2 separate regions of the Mus musculus genome follow, and region 1 is linked to region 2. The links are chromatin contacts, called in public HiChIP or PLAC-seq maps. All regions are on one chromosome and are shown on one strand. Each heading gives the region's core, a stretch centred on a gene start, on an enhancer-like site or on the middle of the called end of the contact. The rest is flanking DNA. Distances are from core to core; before and after follow the strand shown.

The links. HiChIP or PLAC-seq counts read pairs in DNA pulled down with a chosen protein or histone mark.
Region 1: a BATF HiChIP or PLAC-seq map of CD8 T cells shows a contact between it and region 2, with 5 read pairs. The contact joins two enhancer-like sites. A contact is called at or near these places in 1 of 115 datasets of contacts at active chromatin or transcription factors (CD8 T cells) and 1 of 9 other capture datasets (macrophages).

Annotation. Positions count from the first base shown.
Region 1 is chr11:54,293,139-54,298,171 of GRCm38.p6, reverse strand. No RefSeq gene overlaps it. Among named protein-coding and RNA genes, the nearest start is that of Gm51861, 8.0 kb to the left of the region's middle. Within about 2 kb of position 3,526, at least 9 of the 459 cell types and tissues checked have an H3K27ac peak or open chromatin away from gene starts, as enhancers often do. A contact at or near this core is called in CD8 T cells, where this site is marked.
Region 2 is chr11:53,652,050-53,656,959 of GRCm38.p6, reverse strand. It overlaps Rad50 (RAD50 double strand break repair protein), which reads left to right. Exons shown (of 25, transcript NM_009012.2): 22 at 1,342-1,427; 23 at 1,941-2,083; 24 at 4,593-4,726. Among named protein-coding and RNA genes, the nearest start is that of Il13, 20 kb to the right of the region's middle. Within about 2 kb of position 1,684, at least 51 of the 459 cell types and tissues checked have an H3K27ac peak or open chromatin away from gene starts, as enhancers often do. A contact at or near this core is called in CD8 T cells, where this site is marked.

The sequences.
Region 1 (5,033 bases), core at 2,277-4,776, 640 kb before region 2:
TCCCTGGATTAGTCAGTGAATGGATATGTGTGCTTTCTTTCAGTATTGTTTTATTATAGGTGCCTCCAAGAAATGACTTGTCAAATACCTAAGTGAAATTGAACTTTGCTTCCTGGCCTTCACCAATGTCCTAGTCAGTCTTTGAGCTGACCCTGGGCTTGGAATTCAGTAAGAATGTTACCTATTCAGCGACATTCAGAATTGTCTCTAGTATTGTAAGAGAGATAGTGAAAGAAATAAGGCATTACTATCTACTACATAGAGTTAGAAATCTCAGGGCAAGCTAAGCAAAGTAAGTTTAGAATTCTTATTATAGTTATGTATGGCAGACTACATTACTTAATAGAAGAGAGTCCCCCACACTATCACTTAGAATAAAAGCTGAGTCACTCCCATATACAGGAATTTACAATGGTTTAAGAAGTAGATTGGGCTGTTGTTTAAGGAGGAACTAGAGTTTTGCATTATTCATGAGAAAGTTAGCTAGAGCGGAACTCCCTAATTAGAACCATGACTTGGGCATGAAAGCACTTGCCCCTGGAGTGTAAAGACCTCACACCTGGCTTCTAAGAATATGGCTGACCTTAGATAGAGCTGACTTTGTCTCAGTTGTTATATTGCCTAGTTCTTGCCCATCTTTATGTTTGCATTCCTCTGTTTTGTGCAAGAGTCATAAAGCATCCGGTAACCTCATTGTACCTTGGCTGATGTGTCACCTAACTTCCGTATTCTCTTCAGTCTTATAAGTCTGATGCTTGCTTTGAGAAATTACATTCAGATACAGCAATCCCTCTGGTGTCCATGTCTGTTGTCATCCCATGGACTCCCTGCTCACCTGATTACCGAAATCCTGGTTCCCTGTGGGTTGAAGGACCAACTGAGTCCTGTCTGTGGCAATAATTGAAGAGATTTTTTAAAAAGACTAATAATTGAGGAGTTCCTGAGGGGTTTTTGTTTTTGTTTTTTTTTTTTCAGAATCACAGGAAGACAAATCAAAACTCTTGTAGGTTTTCCTGTGTCTACCACCCTGAGGGTGAACAGTGGTCAAACCACTGGTTCCCACAGGTTCCCAAGAAGGCTTCTGTGCATGTGTCTCTGGCTATACAAGGCTGGGGCTTGTTGCAAAACAAAGTATAATGTAAAGACATTGAAAAGCAAGTTCAAGAAGAAAATAGATGAAAGCTGTATTGGCTGGGGATGGGGAAAGTCTTTCTATGTAGAAACCACAAAGGAAAAAGTTAGTAGACTTGAAGTTCTGACACATGCAAATCTAAAAGTTCTGCATGCTAAAACCACCATCAAAAAAAAAAAAACTAAAAGAGGAATAGAATGTAAAAGATATTTATACCATTCTGCAACAAAGGGTTTGATATGTAATTCAAACGATTCAGAGACAGACACATACACACACACACACACACACACACACACAAAGAGACAGAAAGACAGACAGATGGAGAGAAGGAGGGAAGGAAAGAGAGAGAGAGAGAGAGAGAGAGAGAGAGAGAGAGAGAGAGAGAGAGAGAGAGAGAGAGAGGCTACAGATGTAGGTGGATGTTTCGAGAATAAGAAATGTCTCCCTTTTTTGTCATGTTTGGCACTTCCTGACTGCCTAGGGAGGGGAGACATAAGGCTCCTGCCAGGATGGTCTCATCTCCTTCCTCCAGAAAGTATGGCCTAAGGTTCTCCTTCCTCTAAACCTCACGGCCACATCTCTGATCCCTGAGAGAGGATCCCTGTCCGGTCCACACTACTACAGGAGAGTAGTAGTCACTAACCTCATTCACTCTATTTTGTCCTTTTATGGTTCCATTTCTCCTCCTTATCATTACCCCCCTGACTCCCTATCGCCTTTGTCTGCCCAGTATTCCAAGGATATCAGGAATGGCTGATAGACATCTTTATGACAAGGGACTGAAGTCACTCTCCAATAACAAACAGCAAGTCTAGGACAGATAACCCACCAAATGGTAGTGTTTATCTATGATGTTGAGGCCCTGCCCTGGAGTGGTAGCAGATATCTTTGGGGATGAACGTGATAACAATTTCTTCAGATTGCCTCAAAGAACCAGAACTGAGATAATGGCCTTTACCAGGATTTCTTAATTACGCATACATTGTGACCTAAAATCCAGTTCACCCTCTATTTCAACTTACGTTCAAGCCAATGCTCCAATGACAGACTTTGGGTCTCTGAAGCCCTTTATCTCTGACTTTTCCTAACACAGCCACTTAGATTAGACTCCCTTTCTCTGTCATTCACAACTATTCATCTCTCTTGATTTAAAACTTTTTTTGGGGGGTGGGCAGAATGTAGTAGGTTGACCTCAGACTTGGCATGTAGCCGAGGATGACCTTGAATTTCAGATCCCCCTGTCTCTTCTTCCCAAGTGTGGGGATTACAGGCATGCACCACCACACCAAGTCTACCCTGTGCTGGCAGGAGACCTGGGACTTTGTGTTTGATGGACAAGAACACTACCAATTGAACTACATATCCCCAGACCAACCTATCTCTCTAATTCGTGTACTGGAATGGGAAGCTGAGTTTAGTCTGTAGGGATTCCCAGAACTGGGACTTTTTGTATAAAACACCAATAATATCATCACTTCTTCCATCTCCTGAAGACCCAGGCTATTTTTCTGAGCCAGTGAGGCATCAACCTCTCTCCGCCCGAGTTAGGCCAGATGATTTCCAGCAATAAATTGGAGGTCAAAAGATAATGTGGGTATCTGAGGATCTGATGTCCTAAAGACCATCTGGTAAACCGTGTTACAAAGTTCTTACCCAGTGATGACCACCACTGCGTTTGCTTAGGACTTAACACAAAGCAAGAGAAATCAGGATTGCATGTGCATAACTTATTGTTGCCACCACCACCTGTGGACCCCGCAGTCTCTGGAAATTTGCTCAAGACCCCATGTTCTGTTGTGCCATTAATGGCTCACAGTGAATGAGGGCTGGAGGTGAACGCCTTCTAAGTAGCTCGTGTCTGCCCAGGAAGAAGAAATGGAGGGAGAAAAAGAAAGACAGGAAGATCCTGTTAGGGGTGGAAGGGGGAAATTGTGGAGGTCCAGGGAGAGCAAAGAGAATTCTTAAGAGGGTGGCGTATCCCCTGGATCTGGAAGGAGACCCAATTCCCAGAGCTCTCTTGAGAAACTGAGGCAAAAGGTACACAGAGAAAAAAAGGTGTACTCAGCTTCCTGGCTCCTGGCCAGAGGAGAGCAGAGCAACAGTCTGCCTACAAAGGAGGAATAACGTCAGAATACTTGGTCTAGAGAATACTTGCTCGGTGCGTGAGCATTCTCTCTCGCTCTTCTCTCTCTCTGCCCTCTCTCTCTCTCCCCCTCTCTTTGTCTCTCTCTCTCTCTTCTCCTAAAATTAGGAATAGAAACTTTTTTTAATTGGGAAAATGGAGAAAGCAAGAGCTAATTGTCTTCAAAGAGGAGTGCGGACCTCAGGAGCCACTATGTTTTAGTAGAAGGATAAACAAAACCTCAGTCACCTCATCGCTAAGCTATTTTTAGGCCCTGGTTCCGGGAGGGGGCAAACCCTAGAGAGGATGAAAGAGAATGTCTTCTGTATTTGTAGAAACACCAGGACCAACCACAAGTGCTCAGCCATGACACAACAGGAATGAATCCACCCAAAGTGCATGCTAGATGTCAATCCCATGCAAAATAATTTCCAAAAAAGGAAATAAAAAATCAAGATCTGCATAGTGAAAACGCCCAAACAGGGAAGTGGCGATGGAACATTAAACATTTGGGGTAGGCCACCAGGAGATCCATGTGGTGAGAGATTTTGCAGGGTGAATTCCCAGCAGCAGCAGGATCAGGAGTGAAAGACAGGACTCGGTCAGCAACGCCTGTGGAGAGTCAAACTGAAAGCCACAAGGCCAGCCCCTGCTTCCCTGACCATTCATCACCTCTGTCACTCGATGCGCAGGCCCGCACGTCACTCAGCCATCTGGCACTGGGAAAGAAAAGAGTTGGTGCTCTAGAGTTGCTTAAGGAAGGAGAAATCACAAGGCAGATGTGAACCTCCAGAGGGCCTGGAACCATCAGAATCTGCAAAGGCGAATCACTCATTCTACATCCCTAGGCAAGACCATGATGGGTGATGTTAGAGAATGGGGTGCAGACCAATTAAAATACTAAGCTTTATAAGCCATTGCAGGTCATCCCATGGGAAGCTTCAGTAGAGGATAGAGAGTCTAAGCTAGCCTGGGCTATACATGCACACGGACTTGGATTCTCTCTATATGTCTGTATATGTAGAGCATTACAAAGGTGCAGATTCTCTCCAAAGTTGTGTTTATATTTAATTTGTTCTCTCTCTCTCTTTTTTTTTTTTTTGAGCTTAACAAAATGAGTTTAGATTTTATTTGCCAGGGGCTGGAAAGATGGTTTTGCAGTTAGAAGTACTGGCTGCTCTTGCAGAAGACTTGAGTTTGATTCACAGCACATAGAAGTACAAATGTGCACGCGTGCACACACACACACACACACACACACACTCATACTCACTCACATACTGACACACACTCACACATACACTCTTACTCACTCACATACTGACACACACTCACACATACACTCTTACTCACTCACATACTGACACACACTCACACATACACTCTTACTCACTCACATACTGACACACACTCACACATACACTCTTACACACATGCTCACAGATGTAGTAGTACAGACAAACAGACGGACAGACAGTAAAAGAAGCCAACTAGGCTAGAGACACAGCTCAGTTGGTAGTGTTTACCTAGAATGTATGAAGCCCCAGGTTTGATTCCCAGTACCAAATAAACTAGGTTGTGATGGTTGTCTCATGCTTGTAATATAGAATTTGGGAGGTTGAGTCAGGAGAATCAGAAGTTCAAGGTCGTCGCTGGCTATGAAGAGAATTTCAGAGCACCTTGGGCTATATGCGATCCTCTCTTGAGCAAAAATAAAATAAATATAATGTTAACATTTTAAAACTAAAAAATTGATTAAGTAAACCAGAAAAGATA
Region 2 (4,910 bases), core at 435-2,934:
CGCGCACATCCTTTGCATGGTGATAGCTGTGAAACTTGCCTTCCTACCACTGGAGTGACTTTGTTAGTCCTGTCTCCTGAGAGCTGAGGTAGCTAGGGCAGGCATGGTGTTCAGGTTTAACAGGAAGCTTTGGCTTTCACAAGCATTTCTTCTTTCAGTGTCTAGAGACTACTGCTTTAAAAGAGAATTGAAGTAAGGGTAGGCCTGTGGAGGTTAGTGCACACTGGTACTAGCCCTGGTGACTGATGAGAGAGTCAGGCTTCTAAGTCAAGGCCTCCTTTTGAGCCACAGATGCCTTCGGGTTGGTAAAATTCACAGATCTAAAAAATAAAAGGTAGAAGGGGCTGGCTTTTGATGAACCTTAGCAATTCTAGAAAAACTGGCCACGGTGCATGGTGGCACACACCTTTAGTCCCAACACTCATGAATCAGAATCAGGTGGATCTCTGAGTTCAAGGCCAGCTTGATCTAGAGGACAGCCTGTAGAGACCCTTGTCTCAAAGAGAAATAAAAATTCTAGAATGGCCAGACAGCAGTTCCAGAGACTTTACTTTGTTCTGCGACAAGAACCTCTGGCTAGCTACACCCTCAGCCTTAGCACATAGGTCTGCCCGCAACAGGCCTCTTGCCAGTTCTGGAGAGGCTGCCCCCCAATCCCTCTCCATTGTGATCTTAGGGCCTAGGAAAGAAGTCTGTTAAAGATTTATTTTCTAAAAGGTTCTGGGGATTTGTTTTTAGACAGGGTTTCACTGTATAGCTTTAGGGAATTTACTGTGTAGACCAGGCTGGCCTCTGCCTCCTGAGTGCAGGATTAAAGGTGTGTATGTGTGTGTACCACCACACTCAACCCTTGCAGCTTCTGAGTACTTTAAGAAGTCCTTGGATGCCAGAGGAAAAGACGGAGATGCGTGACAACTTGGGGCCTGGCAGTTCTCAATACCAGGGAAATGGCACTGCTTGGTCCTGTTTAACTTTTTTCTAGACCTTTCCATAGTCTACTTTTCTAATTAAAAGTACTAGGGGTCTGGAGAGATGGTTTTGCGGTTAAGAGCACCAACTGCTCTTCCAAAGGTCCTGAGTTCAAATCCCAGCAAACACATGGTGGCTCACAACCATCCTAACAAGATCTGACGCCCTCTTCTGGAGTGTGTGAAGACAGCTACAGTGTACTTACATATAATAAATAAATAAATCTTTAAAAAAAAAAGTACTAGGGCAGTGATATTATTATCATTATTAGTATACATATTCATATATAATTTAGCATATACTACTACATAGTTATGTCTTTCATATAAATAGTACATATTGTATTAAGTAAAACTGACTTCCTTTTTCCAGAGCAATTATGAAATTTCACAGTATGAAAATGGAAGAAATCAACAAAATTATTCGTGATCTTTGGCGGAGTACCTATCGTGGGCAAGGTAACTAACATGGTGTGTCTCAAATGCTTGTTCCAAAGCTCTGCCCACAGCCTCTCCTGTATGACCTTAGTTGCCAGCTTTGCCTTCTCAAACCCCTTCCTGAGCAAGTCTTTGAGAGTTTTCTAAGAATTCTTATCTTTGCAACATCTTACAACAAAATGAAAATGCAGTTTCTCTTCCAAAGCCCTGTACGACTCATATTGGCTGCAGCAGACACATTTAGCTGATGACATAATGGGTTCTGTGAAAGCGCAGATAGGGATAGGCCCAAGTGTGATAAGAAAAGTACCCAAAGGAAACTCTTAGAAAAGAGCTGGGCCCAGGCGGGGGTGGGCCATCCAGGCTGCATCTGGGCAGACCACATGATCTGAGTCTTCCTGGCCAGAGAGTTTGCAAGGCAGCCAGTGCTCCTAAGGACATCAGACTCACTGTCGTCCCAGGCTTCTATGACGATGTGTTTAAGTGACAAAGGTGTAGTGTAGGTTCTCTAAATTACTCTGCTTACTGTCTCAGATATTGAATACATAGAAATTCGATCTGATGCTGATGAAAATGTATCGGCTTCTGATAAAAGGCGAAATTACAACTACCGAGTGGTGATGCTGAAGGGGGACACAGCCTTGGACATGCGTGGACGATGCAGTGCTGGACAGAAGGCAGGTATCAGCAATCTAGGGAGCCATCTTAGCCTGGAAGATGGCCCTGATGTCACAGAAGTCTTAGAGGACCATTACATGAACGAGAAGCTCCTACAGCTTCCTGGCCACCTTGTGAGACAGACATGGCTACCATCAGTGCACCATCCTGGTGCCAGCCAACATGCCCTGTAGCCCTCTGAAGATCACTTTTAAGAAAAAAGGGTCAAGGGACTGGAGAGATGGCTCAGTGGTTAAGACCACTGGTTGTCCTTTCTTAGAGGTCCTAAGTTCAATTCCTAGCAACCACATGGTGGTTCACAACCTTCTACAATGGACTCTGATCCCCTCTTCTGTCATGCAGTCATACAGGAAGACGAACACTCATACATAAATATATTTAAAAGGAAAAGAGTCAAAGTTACTCAAACCCATTTTCACTTCACAGCATTCCTCAAAGTAAAGTCACTGTTTCATGGGCCCCAAAGATGCATTCTGGTATAACAATGGGCAGGAACATCTCAGAACCTCAGAAGTAATAGTAATTATACTGCCAATCATAAATAACACTAGTAGGGGGAAGGACGTGCCTAAGTTGGTAGAGTGCTTGACCAGCATGATCAGGCTTTGGGTTGACCCCACCACTCTCTAAACTTGGCTATAATCCCAGCACATGGAAGTAGAGACAAGAGAGAAGTTCACAGTTAGCCTGGGCTACAGAGTGAGTGAGCCCAGCCTGGGCTACAGAGGGCCATATTCAGATGAACAAACAACACAGCAAACTAGGAGACATTCTAATCTGTGTCACTGAGAATATAGCCCCTGCATGGGCCTTAAGCTCCATTTCCCCAGCACAGCTTTGGGCTGGGCCTCAGACCATTGAATAGAGAGATCTGCTGTCAGAGCTTTGGTATCATAGGGACTTTCTGCCCCTTACCACTTAAATAAGACACAGTGGCACTACATGAAGCTCCTGGAGGAGGGGTAGTATGTAGGTTTGGAGTACAGGGGAAGTCAGGATGAGAAATGATGTCTCAATAAGGCTAAAGCATGAGACCTGCATCCCAGGAGCACAGGAAGGTCATGAATGTTTGATTTCTGCTAACCATACACAGAGTGCGGATTCTGAGCTGTCATATTAAAGCAGATTTTCATAAAACTTCACAGGCTTAGGGAAGGATGTCACATTACTGGCATAATTATCCCCGTTACTGCCAACCCAGGCAGCTCACACCGATTTCAGGCAAATGAAGGTTACTGTCAAGACCATAGTCTGAAGAAATGACTGACTTGTAATCTATAAACAGGATCCCTGCCTGCTTTGTTTGCTGATGTCTAATGTTGACTATAAATGAGTTTGAAACATGGTTTGTGAACAAAAGTCAGTTTTCCTAGAGCTGCTCTTAAATTGAGAAAACTGGCAGTGCTTGCCTCCTGGTGTAAGGAGAGGTGTCGGATGGATGGTATAGAGGCTGTGGGCCAAGCTGCAGCGTCATGTGAGTGAGTAGTGGTAAACGGGCAGGAGTAGGGGTCAGAAGCAGGAAGGAAGTGTCTGCCCCTCCAAGGGACAGTAAGCTCCTGCACTCTGCTGACCTGCTCGGGGAGTCAGAGGGAAAGTGTGTACTGCCCTGCATTCAGCAGCCCAGAAATTCAGCAGGCAGTGAGGTTAGAGCTCACACAAGAGCACTATGCACTGCCCAGACAGTCTGGGTCCCTTTGCTGTGTCCCTCCAACCCTGAGAGGGCTGGGGCTGAATCTGAGGGTTTAATGTCTCATTTTTAATAACCATGAATGTATTTAGTAGGCTCCCTACAGATAGATGCAAATAGAGCCATATTCTAGTAACTCCAACATAGAATTTGTTCTCCCTCATTGACACAATTACACAAGCAGACACGGTGTGATTTAGAACACACTACCTGGCTTCTCTTTTGGACCAGAGAATTATGGAGATTTAAAGATATCTCTCTAGAAGTTAAAGTGCCTGTGAGGTTAGGAAGATGTAGTGTCCTTGGATTTTCCAGTCAGTTTCATGGCTGAGGGCTGTAAGGCCTGGTGTGGTTTCATACACCTTTAGTCCCAATGCTCAGAGGGCAGAGGCAGGCAGATCTCTGGGTTTGCTGCCAGTCTGGTCTGTGTAGTGAAGTACAGGTGAATCTTAAGACTGCTATTAATATTATCAAGTGCTTATAAATTGTATGCATCTACCGTTAGCCTGTGATGCCAGTTTTTAGTAAATCTGGAATGCTTCCAGGCTGTTTCTCGGTATTTTATTTCAGCACAAATGATAAGCAGAGAAATGTGGTTAATGGTCCACCTTCCAGAAAAGCTTGTATCTCCATTGAACTGTCCTTGACTTCAGCCACCTGTGACATTTCCCACCTCTTACTACATAGCCTGGGATGGCCTAAAACTCAGAGATCTCCCTGCCTTTGCCTTCTGAGTGCTGGGGTTAAAGGTGTGCACTACCACACTCGGTTCATCCACCATGCCCTTCTGTTCTCACATGTGTTATGCAACTTTTCTCCAGGTGCTAGCGTCTCTCATCATCCGACTGGCCCTGGCGGAAACCTTCTGTCTGAACTGTGGCATCCTTGCCTTGGATGAGCCGACAACAAATCTCGACCGAGAAAACATTGAGTCTCTTGCACATGCTTTGGTTGAGTAAGTATTTGAAGTTTAGGGGCAGGTTGTAATATTTTTTTTAAAATACAGAGCCAGGTGTGGTGACACATATCTTTGATCCCAGCACTTAGAGGCAAAGGCAGGCTGGTTACTGAGTTCAGGGCCAGCCTTGACCACATAGTGAATTCTAGGCCAGGCTCAAAAACAAACAAACACAAAAACT